Regions from separate parts of the Mus musculus genome. Here region 2 is linked to region 1. A link is a contact called in public ChIA-PET data. All regions are on one chromosome and are shown on one strand. Each heading gives the region's core, a stretch centred on a gene start, on an enhancer-like site or on the middle of the called end of the contact. The rest is flanking DNA. Distances are from core to core; before and after follow the strand shown.

Region 1 (4,038 bases), core at 1,117-3,616:
TATATATATATACATATATATATATATATATGTATATATATATATATATATATATATATATATCATCTTTAACTTTCTTGGTTAACTACCTGTCTCTTTGATCAAGTTTTCAAAACAGGGGTTGGGGATTTATCTCAGGGGTAAAGTGTTTGCCTAGCAAGTGCAAGGCCCTGGGTTCCATCCTCACCTCCAGGGGTGGGAGTGGGAGTGGGGGACAAGAAAAGGGGGAGTATCAAAAGCAAGCTTTTAAAAGGGTCCCAGATACAATACAGGTTAAGAGTTGCCACAAAAAAAAGCCTTACATGTTGGACTCAATACCACACACCCCTAATTCTAGTGACTAAGCTTGAGGGGAGCAGTACACGAATCCAAGACCAATGTGGGCAATAAAGCAAGGCCTTGTCTCAAAACAAATCCCCAGGTGAGCATTTGAAAGCACCGGTTTCCTTTTAGAAAGCACCAAAGCTAAGATAAAATTAATATGCTTCTTATTAATTTAGCCAGTTAAAAATGTAAAAAGATTTTTTTAAAATTATTATTGTATTTCTATGAGTGTTTGGTGTACCCGTATGTCTACACCACATTTGTGCTCGGTCCCTTCAGAGGCTAGAAGAGAGCATCCAATTGCCCTGGGACTGGATGAGTTAAGAGCTGCCATGTGGGGCCTTGAACCTGTGTCCTCTGGAAGAAACAGCTGTCGCTGAGTCATCATTTGTTTTATGTGTTTGTTTATTTAGTGTGTGTGCTCGCGCGCACACACATGTGCGCACATAGAGGTTAGAGAACAGCTTGTGGAAGTTGGTTCTGTCTTTCCATCATATGGTGTTTAGGGATTAAACTTGGGTCATCAACTTTGACAGCACGCACCTTTGCCTGCTGAGCCATGTGTCAGCTCCACATTTTAAACATTTAGAAATGTATAACTCAGTGGCATTTGGTTTAATTAATATTTTTAAACTCCTGGATGACTTTACTATAAGATAGTTTAAATACTCAAGAAATGTTGGGGCTGGAGAGATGGCTCAGTGGTTAAGAGCACTGGCTGCTCTTCCAGAGGTCCTGAGTTCCATTCCCAGCAACCACATAGTGGCTCACAACCATCTGTCATGGGATCCGATGCCCTCTTCTGGTGCATCTGAAGACAGCTACAGTGTACTCATATACACAAAATAAATACATAATTAAAAAAAAAAAAGAAATGTTGACTCTTGGGATGGAGAGATAGCTCAGGTGTTCAGTTTGCTCTTCCAGAGGACTTACGAGCTCAGTTCTCAGAACCCACATGGCAAGTACCAACTCTATTAATCCAGTTTCTGGGGCGCTGAGGATGTATTCTGGCCTTCGTGTCTGAGGCAAAACACCCAGACACATAAAATAAGAAGAAATAAAGCTTTAAAACAAGCAAAACAAAGCAACAACTAATTTTAGCATAAAAGACCAGGGCTGGAGCTGATTTATTCTCTCCGTTCCTGCCTAAGCTCCGAGTCGCCTTTACACTGGGCAGCTCTCACAGACTGTGGGTCTCTCACTGTCCAGGCTCTACCCTAAGACAGGCCAGACCTTTTTTTTGATATGTAGTCTTTTTTTCTCTCGGGGGAGGAGTAGGTAAGGCCAGGGGACAGCAGATGGGAACAGAGGGTTGATAATTGACTCCTCAGGTTGCCATGGAGACTGACCCCTCCTACCCACTAAGCAGCTCTTTCCCCAATTCTCCTGACTGGCTCTTAGCAGTGTCTGGTGATTTTGACTCCAGGGTTCTGTCTTTTTTGGACATTTCTCATGAGTGGATCCACGTGTACTTGACCTTTTGTGTCTGACCTTTCACCCGTGTTTCCAGCGCTTCTTCACTGAGCATGCTCCACTGTCTCACTCCTCTGGGAGCAGAGATGGAATACCTTGGTTCATCTGTCCTTCATTTGATGACTGCTGTCCTGCAGTAGATTATTAACAGTGCTATTAGGAACACGGATATGTAAATACTTGTGTGGCTTTCTGCTTTCAAAGATTTTGCATCTGTACTGAACAATGGATTTTTTTTTCTTTTTGTATTTCTAACTTTTGGTGGCTTTTGGCGTTATTTGCTTTTGAGACAAGGGTCTCACTGCATAGCCCTGGCCAGCCTGGAACTCAGTATATAGACCAGGTTGGCCTTGAACTCACAGAGATCCAAGTGTCCTGTCCTGGGATTAAAAGGCATAGGGCATCATTTTCGGTCATGTCGCTAGCTTGTAATGGACCACCCTGTCATCCACAGTAGGTGCGCTACTTTGTATCCCTAGTAGTGTCACCAGAACACAGTAGTCCTGTTGCCGGTCACCACACATGCCAAGAGCAGGGACAGAATGGAATCTCTAAGCTGTGCTTACACAGGAAGCAGGTGATCCGAGATGGCGGTGGACCAATCCTCTAAAACCCGCCTTCCCTTATCTACAGCCTTCAGGCTTTAGCAGATCGGGGGGTGGGGTGGTGGGGGGGGACAAAGGCCATCAGTTCCCAGTGCATTCTTGCCCTCTTGTCAGGTGGCCAGCCTTGTCCCTGGGATCTATGATGTCACTGCCGCTGTCCTTATCTCTTACCCTCTTCCCTTGTTCTCTGAACATCTGGACCAAGTCTAGCCAGTGACTCCCTTTATCATCCTGATCTCCTCCAGGGCCATCTGGCCAAGGGAGGTAACTTGAACAAACAAGCCAGTAACGCTGTGGAGATGCTAAGCTAGCAAGAACATGTCCATGAAGGCTTGCTTTCATTATACGAGGTAAAAATGTGCCCTCGGAATGTAGATTATGACAGACGACAGCGTTGTCATCTGTCACTCCTGTGAGTGATGACTCCTGTAAATCTGTCCTGATGAGCAATAGCTTCCTGCTGCTGTGCAGCCAGCAGTGAGCACGACTTCTCCTCCATATGGGGGTGTTCCAGAGTAAAGCTGTGCACACCAGTGCACACCCTGTGCACCAGCAGGCAGTGTGCTAAGAACGATTTCCAATAAAGGAAAACTAGGAGGACTTCTCTGAGGCTAGAAGGTTCAGGAGCCAGGATGCCAGAAAGATAGAAACTGAAGAAACCAGCCTCCACTTCATCACCTCAGAGATGATTTAGTTAGGTCTGTTTTATTAGGTTTTTTTTTATCATTAGCTTGTTTTTAATTTTATTCTATGCATATGAGTGTTTTGCCTGTATGGATGTATGTATGCCACATATGTGCCTGGTGCCTGCGGAGGTCAGAGGAAGGCATCTGGTCCTCTGGAATAGAGTCACAGATGGTTGTGAGCCACCCACCCTACATGAGCCTCGATGGGGAAGTTGTAGGGTTTTGATCTGCATCTCTTTCCGTCTACCACTGTAGATGTGTGACACACACCCCTGAAGATGTGTGACACACACCCCTGAAGATGTGTGACACACACCCCTGTAGATGTGTGACACACACCCCTGTAGATGTGTGACACACACCCTTTTTTTTTTTCTTTTGAGACAGAGTTTACGTTGCCCAGATTGGAATAAACTGATCATCCATCCTGTCTCTACCTCCCACATTCAGGATTACAGACATAGACCACCACTGCTGGCTTCAGATGGTTAGGGGGAGGAGGGAGCCTCCAAGGGCTAACAGAAAAGAAGCCCAAGAAGCAGCCATGTGGTCTGGTCCATGTCCATACATGTACACACATGGTTGCTCAGTAGCTCCTATCCCATGGTGTGCAGACTGACCGCATCTCTCCGGCAGCCTCCTGCTTCCTCCCTTCTCAGTCTAGCCCACTGCACAGTAATTTAAAGCAGCCAATAAAAAGTGTGTGTAGCCATATAGGGGAGACAAGCTAGAACTGTATAAAAGCCCCAGCCACAAAATGTTTGGGGACTCTGGTATTTGGGATATGATTCTGTAGAAGTCCAAGGGCACGAGGAACCATTTTCTGATAGAAGCAGCTTAGGAGTCCCGTTTTTTTATACTACAGAGTCTGCAACATTTCATTCCAAATATCAACTAGTCACAGTTTTTATTTCATTTAATAAATAGCCATCATTTCTCCAGCAGTG
Region 2 (4,038 bases), core at 577-3,076, 160 kb after region 1:
ATGGATCTCTGCAGATCTATGCTTATGGTAAAGGAGAATCTTGGGTATAAAATAAACATTGAATTTTCTCTGCCCCAGATGTTTCTGAGACACTTGGGTGTTTGTTCTCCTGGCGCACCTCTGTGGCCGTGAGACCCAGTAGGACTGGGAACACCGGACTCCCTAGTGTCACACACTCCAGTCTTGGGAGCTCAGTCTAGCATGAAGAAAGGATTCCTAAATTCTGATGCTCTACAAAGCCTGAAAACTGAGTGTTTTCAGAACTCCTAGGAAAGGTTCTGAAGAGTGACGGAAGGGCGGGCTGCCATTTCTGTCCTCTAAATTATTCAGACTTAGGAAAACGGTGGAGAAGTTTACTGATGACAGACAATCCCTGTTTTCCATTCTGAAATGTCCAGTCACCTGCCCCAGACAGACCTCCCAGCACATCTGGGAACGTGTGGGAAATCACCAGCTGGTCTCTCACAAAGCTCCTTAGCAGCTCCTTCTGGTGACTTAACGTGGAGTTCTTGCAACTGCGTGCTTTTCACAGCCACTTGAAGTGCTTGCTCGCTCGCTAGCTCTCCTGGTGAGTCACCTGGCTGACAGTGTCATCTGGCCAGTAACAAACTGTTGTATCCACACAACACAGTAAAACATAGAAAGCAAACTGAGTGATATCCACCTCTGCTCTAAGGAATGAACTAATGCAAGGTGACTCTGCAGTTGTCACATGCCACGCAGAGGTGATCTGGGCTTGAGAAGGCTTAACACTGTCAAACTAGGCAATGTCCTCAATGACAATTTAAATGAGAATAGTAACTAGGGTGAATACGGTAGTCTCTAAATTTTAAAAACAGAGATGACAACTAATAGGCCACGTACATGTTCCAGAAATTTCAGTCCGAATGCACGTTACTTGAAATGACTTACTGTAAAGTCAGTGAGTGCTGGCAGCTGCAGCCTTGGCTCAGTGGCTGTGCTCCATACCTTCAATGATTACTTTAAAACAAGCCAGGCAAGGTGCTGCACGCCTTTAATCCCAGCACCCGGGAGGCAGAGACAGGCACACCTCTTTGAGTTCAAGGCCAGTCTGCTCTACATACTGAACATGTCCCAGGACAGCCAGGGCTACATAGAGAAAATTTGTCTTTTTAAAAAATGCCTAAAACCTCAGTGAAAAAAAATCCTTATACCCATGAAACACTGTACATATAAGCATGTTTTTAACTAAAAGTGATACAGATATGGTGAGCAATTTTGAAAATGTATTTCCCTTAAAAAGAACACCAACCCTAAAGCCATTTGAAGAGCAATAGCTGTGACGGCTAATAGTTGTACTACACAAGGGCCAATGTTAGCATTAGACATACATTTTACTGAGTTCTAGAATAGCCAGGACCCTAGTGACCAGGGCCAAGAATGGGAGAAAGCAAATCAAAGTTAAAGCAAGAATCTCTGACACTGCTCAAGTGCGGGACAGCTCCCTGCACTGGCAGGGCAGGCACAGCCTTCACGCTCTCCTCAGAACACAAGGTCGTTTCCTGTCACGGGAACTGACTGACTGTGGCGAGGAGGAGGGTGCACCTGCAGGCCACGATGCCGTGGCTGCTGCTCTGGGAACTTGCTCCTCTGTACTCTTCAGGTACATTCCCCAAAAGGATTGTTTTCATAGAATAAAAAGCATTTGTGCTACCAACTTTAAAAAATGTAGTAGGGATGGTAACTTCTGCCTCAAATTCCAATCCCCACAGTCAAGAATCACCTACAGCAAGGAAACTCACAAAGGCACCGAATGACACAGCAGCAGCCTTGCCAGAGCCACCGAGGAAACCCAAAAGCTAACGGAAGGAAACCTGACCTCAACAGACGGCTGACTACACTTGATAATGAAAGCATGTATTTCTCCACTGATTAGCAACACTGTGAAGCACTGGACAAGTGGGGTTTGAAGCAGCGGTACAGCCTGTATACAGCATTTGTGGATCTCCTCTTCCTACCAGTCCCGTGGCTCTGTTCTGAAACCCTTTTTTACTACCTTCGTACATCCAGATGACACGCTGACGATGACAGACACAGAAAATCATTACAAGCCATGTGGTGCGATCTGTGTGCACTCCACCTGCCTTTACCTGTTCTTCCTATACAGTTTCAAACCATCTGCAGAGAACAGATACACAAAACTGAAGTAGCTATGATTAGAATTATTTAAAGCCTTGAGAAACTTTCCAAACTTTCCAGGACTTCTGATGGAGTCCTCCCACCCTCCCTAACAGAATCCAAACAGGCCACCCCTCACCCCGTGAGTCTGACAGACTTGATGGGTGCTCCGGTTTCTAGTCTGCCTTCCTATTCTTCCTCTTCTTCCTCTTCATCATCATCTTCATCATGGCAGTGTGTGATCTCCTGGGGGGCCAGCGGGAAGAGGTTGGGGGGCTTGATCTCACTAATGGACCTTGTAAGCTGGTGTCGCTTATAGTCAGTGTCTTTGAAATCCACTGACGTGCGGTTCCGGGTGGCGAGAGGGGACTCCATCTCATTGATATCCACATGCGTGTGTTCCACCGTTGACTCGTGCGGCATCTAGAGCAAAGCAAACACTCAGGCTGTAGGCAGAGCGAAAGTGAGTACTGTGCTAACCACTCCGCTTCCCAAGCAGGAGTGCCTAAGCTCCGCTCCCTCCCTACAGCATGGAAATCCGTAAGAAACCTTACGGATGCTTTTATACTTCCTTAGCCAGCCCTGCCCTGCAACAGCAGTATCAGGACATACATATAAAAACAGTTATATTGCCAGGTGTGGTGGCGCACGCCTTTAATCCCAGCACTCGGGAGGCAGAGGCAGGCGGATTTCTGAGTTTGAGGCCAGCCTGGTCTACAAAATGAGTTCCAGGAAGCCAGGGCTACACAGAGAAACCCTGTCTCGAAAAACCAAAAAAAATTATTTCAATTAGCACTAACAAGTCTTTTTTGGGGGGTGGGGTAGGGCACCTCTCAATGTAACCCTAAATCAGAGATCAGTACCTCCCAGGCACTAGGATTAAAGGTATGCACCAATACACCCCGCATTTTTTTTTAAGATTTATTTATTTATTTTATGTATGTGAGTACACTGTCGCTGTCTTCAGACACACCAGAAGAGGATATCCAATCCCATTACAGATGGCTGTGAGCTACCATGTGGTTGCTGGGGATTGAACTCATGACCTCTGGAAGAGAAGCCAGTGCTCTTCACCACTGGGCCATCTCTCTAGCATCTCTATGGTCCATCTTAACTGTCAATCAAAAGTAACGGTACTCACCAGGACATGGGCAGCTCTGAAGAGGTAGCTGAATGGGTAGTACAGCAGGTTGATGAACGAGGCCGCATAGAGATCTGCATAGCGCATCACTTGGCTGGCAAAGAGTGTCTGCCGGGAGCCGCTGCGGAACAGGCTTCCCATCATCCCATAGCACATGTCCATGTCATGAGTTACTTTCTAAAAAAAAAAAAAAAAGGTCTCAGCTATGCAACTACATACAAGTCCCTGCATCAAATCAAACATGAAAATGACTCAGACAACTGACTTCCCACGTTTTTTCCCAAATCCCATCTGGATACCTTAATCCGTCTCTGGATGGAACTAATGTCCGGGCGCTCATTGCTACTGCTGTCCAGGTGCCTGGGAACAAGAGGAGAACGTGGTGAAGATCTCTAGGAGAGCACACCTCCCTATGTTAGTCACTCGTGGAGAGGTAGGTGGTCTTTGGCCATAAGTTGTGGAGTTGGGAAACTTACTTGTAGAGTTCAGCCAAGAAAATATCCAAGCTTTGAAGTTCTTCAAAGAGTGCTACAGTTAAAGTTTGGAAAGGAAAAGAAAATGTTTTACACAAATCAAGCAAAAGTACCTTTTAAATGATGTTCAAACTGCTGAAATCTCAGCTATGCGTGGATGTGTATGGGCTTGCACATGCCATGGGGTATGTGAAGTCAGAGGACAGTGTGTGGGCGACAGTTCTCACCATGCGGATTCTGGGGACTGAGCTCAGGTCAAGTTCAGCAGCAAGCACCCTTACTGAG

Evidence for each region. ChIA-PET counts read pairs in DNA pulled down with a chosen protein or histone mark.
Region 2: an RNA polymerase II ChIA-PET map of effector CD8 T cells shows a contact between it and region 1, with 9 read pairs. The contact joins two enhancer-like sites. A contact is called at or near these places in 1 of 39 promoter capture datasets (cranial neural crest), 2 of 484 Hi-C or Micro-C datasets (LSK cells and bone marrow-derived macrophages), 2 of 115 datasets of contacts at active chromatin or transcription factors (effector CD8 T cells and trophoblast stem cells) and 3 of 9 other capture datasets (adipose tissue, embryonic stem cells and liver).

Annotation. Positions count from the first base shown.
Region 1 is chr19:46,725,660-46,729,697 of GRCm38.p6, forward strand. All of the region lies in intron 10 of As3mt (arsenite methyltransferase), which reads left to right. Among named protein-coding and RNA genes, the nearest start is that of As3mt, 20 kb to the left of the region's middle. Within about 2 kb of position 2,367, at least 45 of the 459 cell types and tissues checked have an H3K27ac peak or open chromatin away from gene starts, as enhancers often do. A contact at or near this core is called in effector CD8 T cells, where this site is marked.
Region 2 is chr19:46,886,490-46,890,527 of GRCm38.p6, forward strand. Nt5c2 (5'-nucleotidase, cytosolic II) reads right to left here. Exons shown (of 18, transcript NM_029810.5): 15 at 3,757-3,808; 16 at 3,580-3,640; 17 at 3,281-3,457; 18 at 1-2,562. The coding sequence ends at 2,329. Among named protein-coding and RNA genes, the nearest start is that of Nt5c2, 74 kb to the right of the region's middle. Within about 2 kb of position 1,827, at least 87 of the 459 cell types and tissues checked have an H3K27ac peak or open chromatin away from gene starts, as enhancers often do. A contact at or near this core is called in effector CD8 T cells, where this site is marked.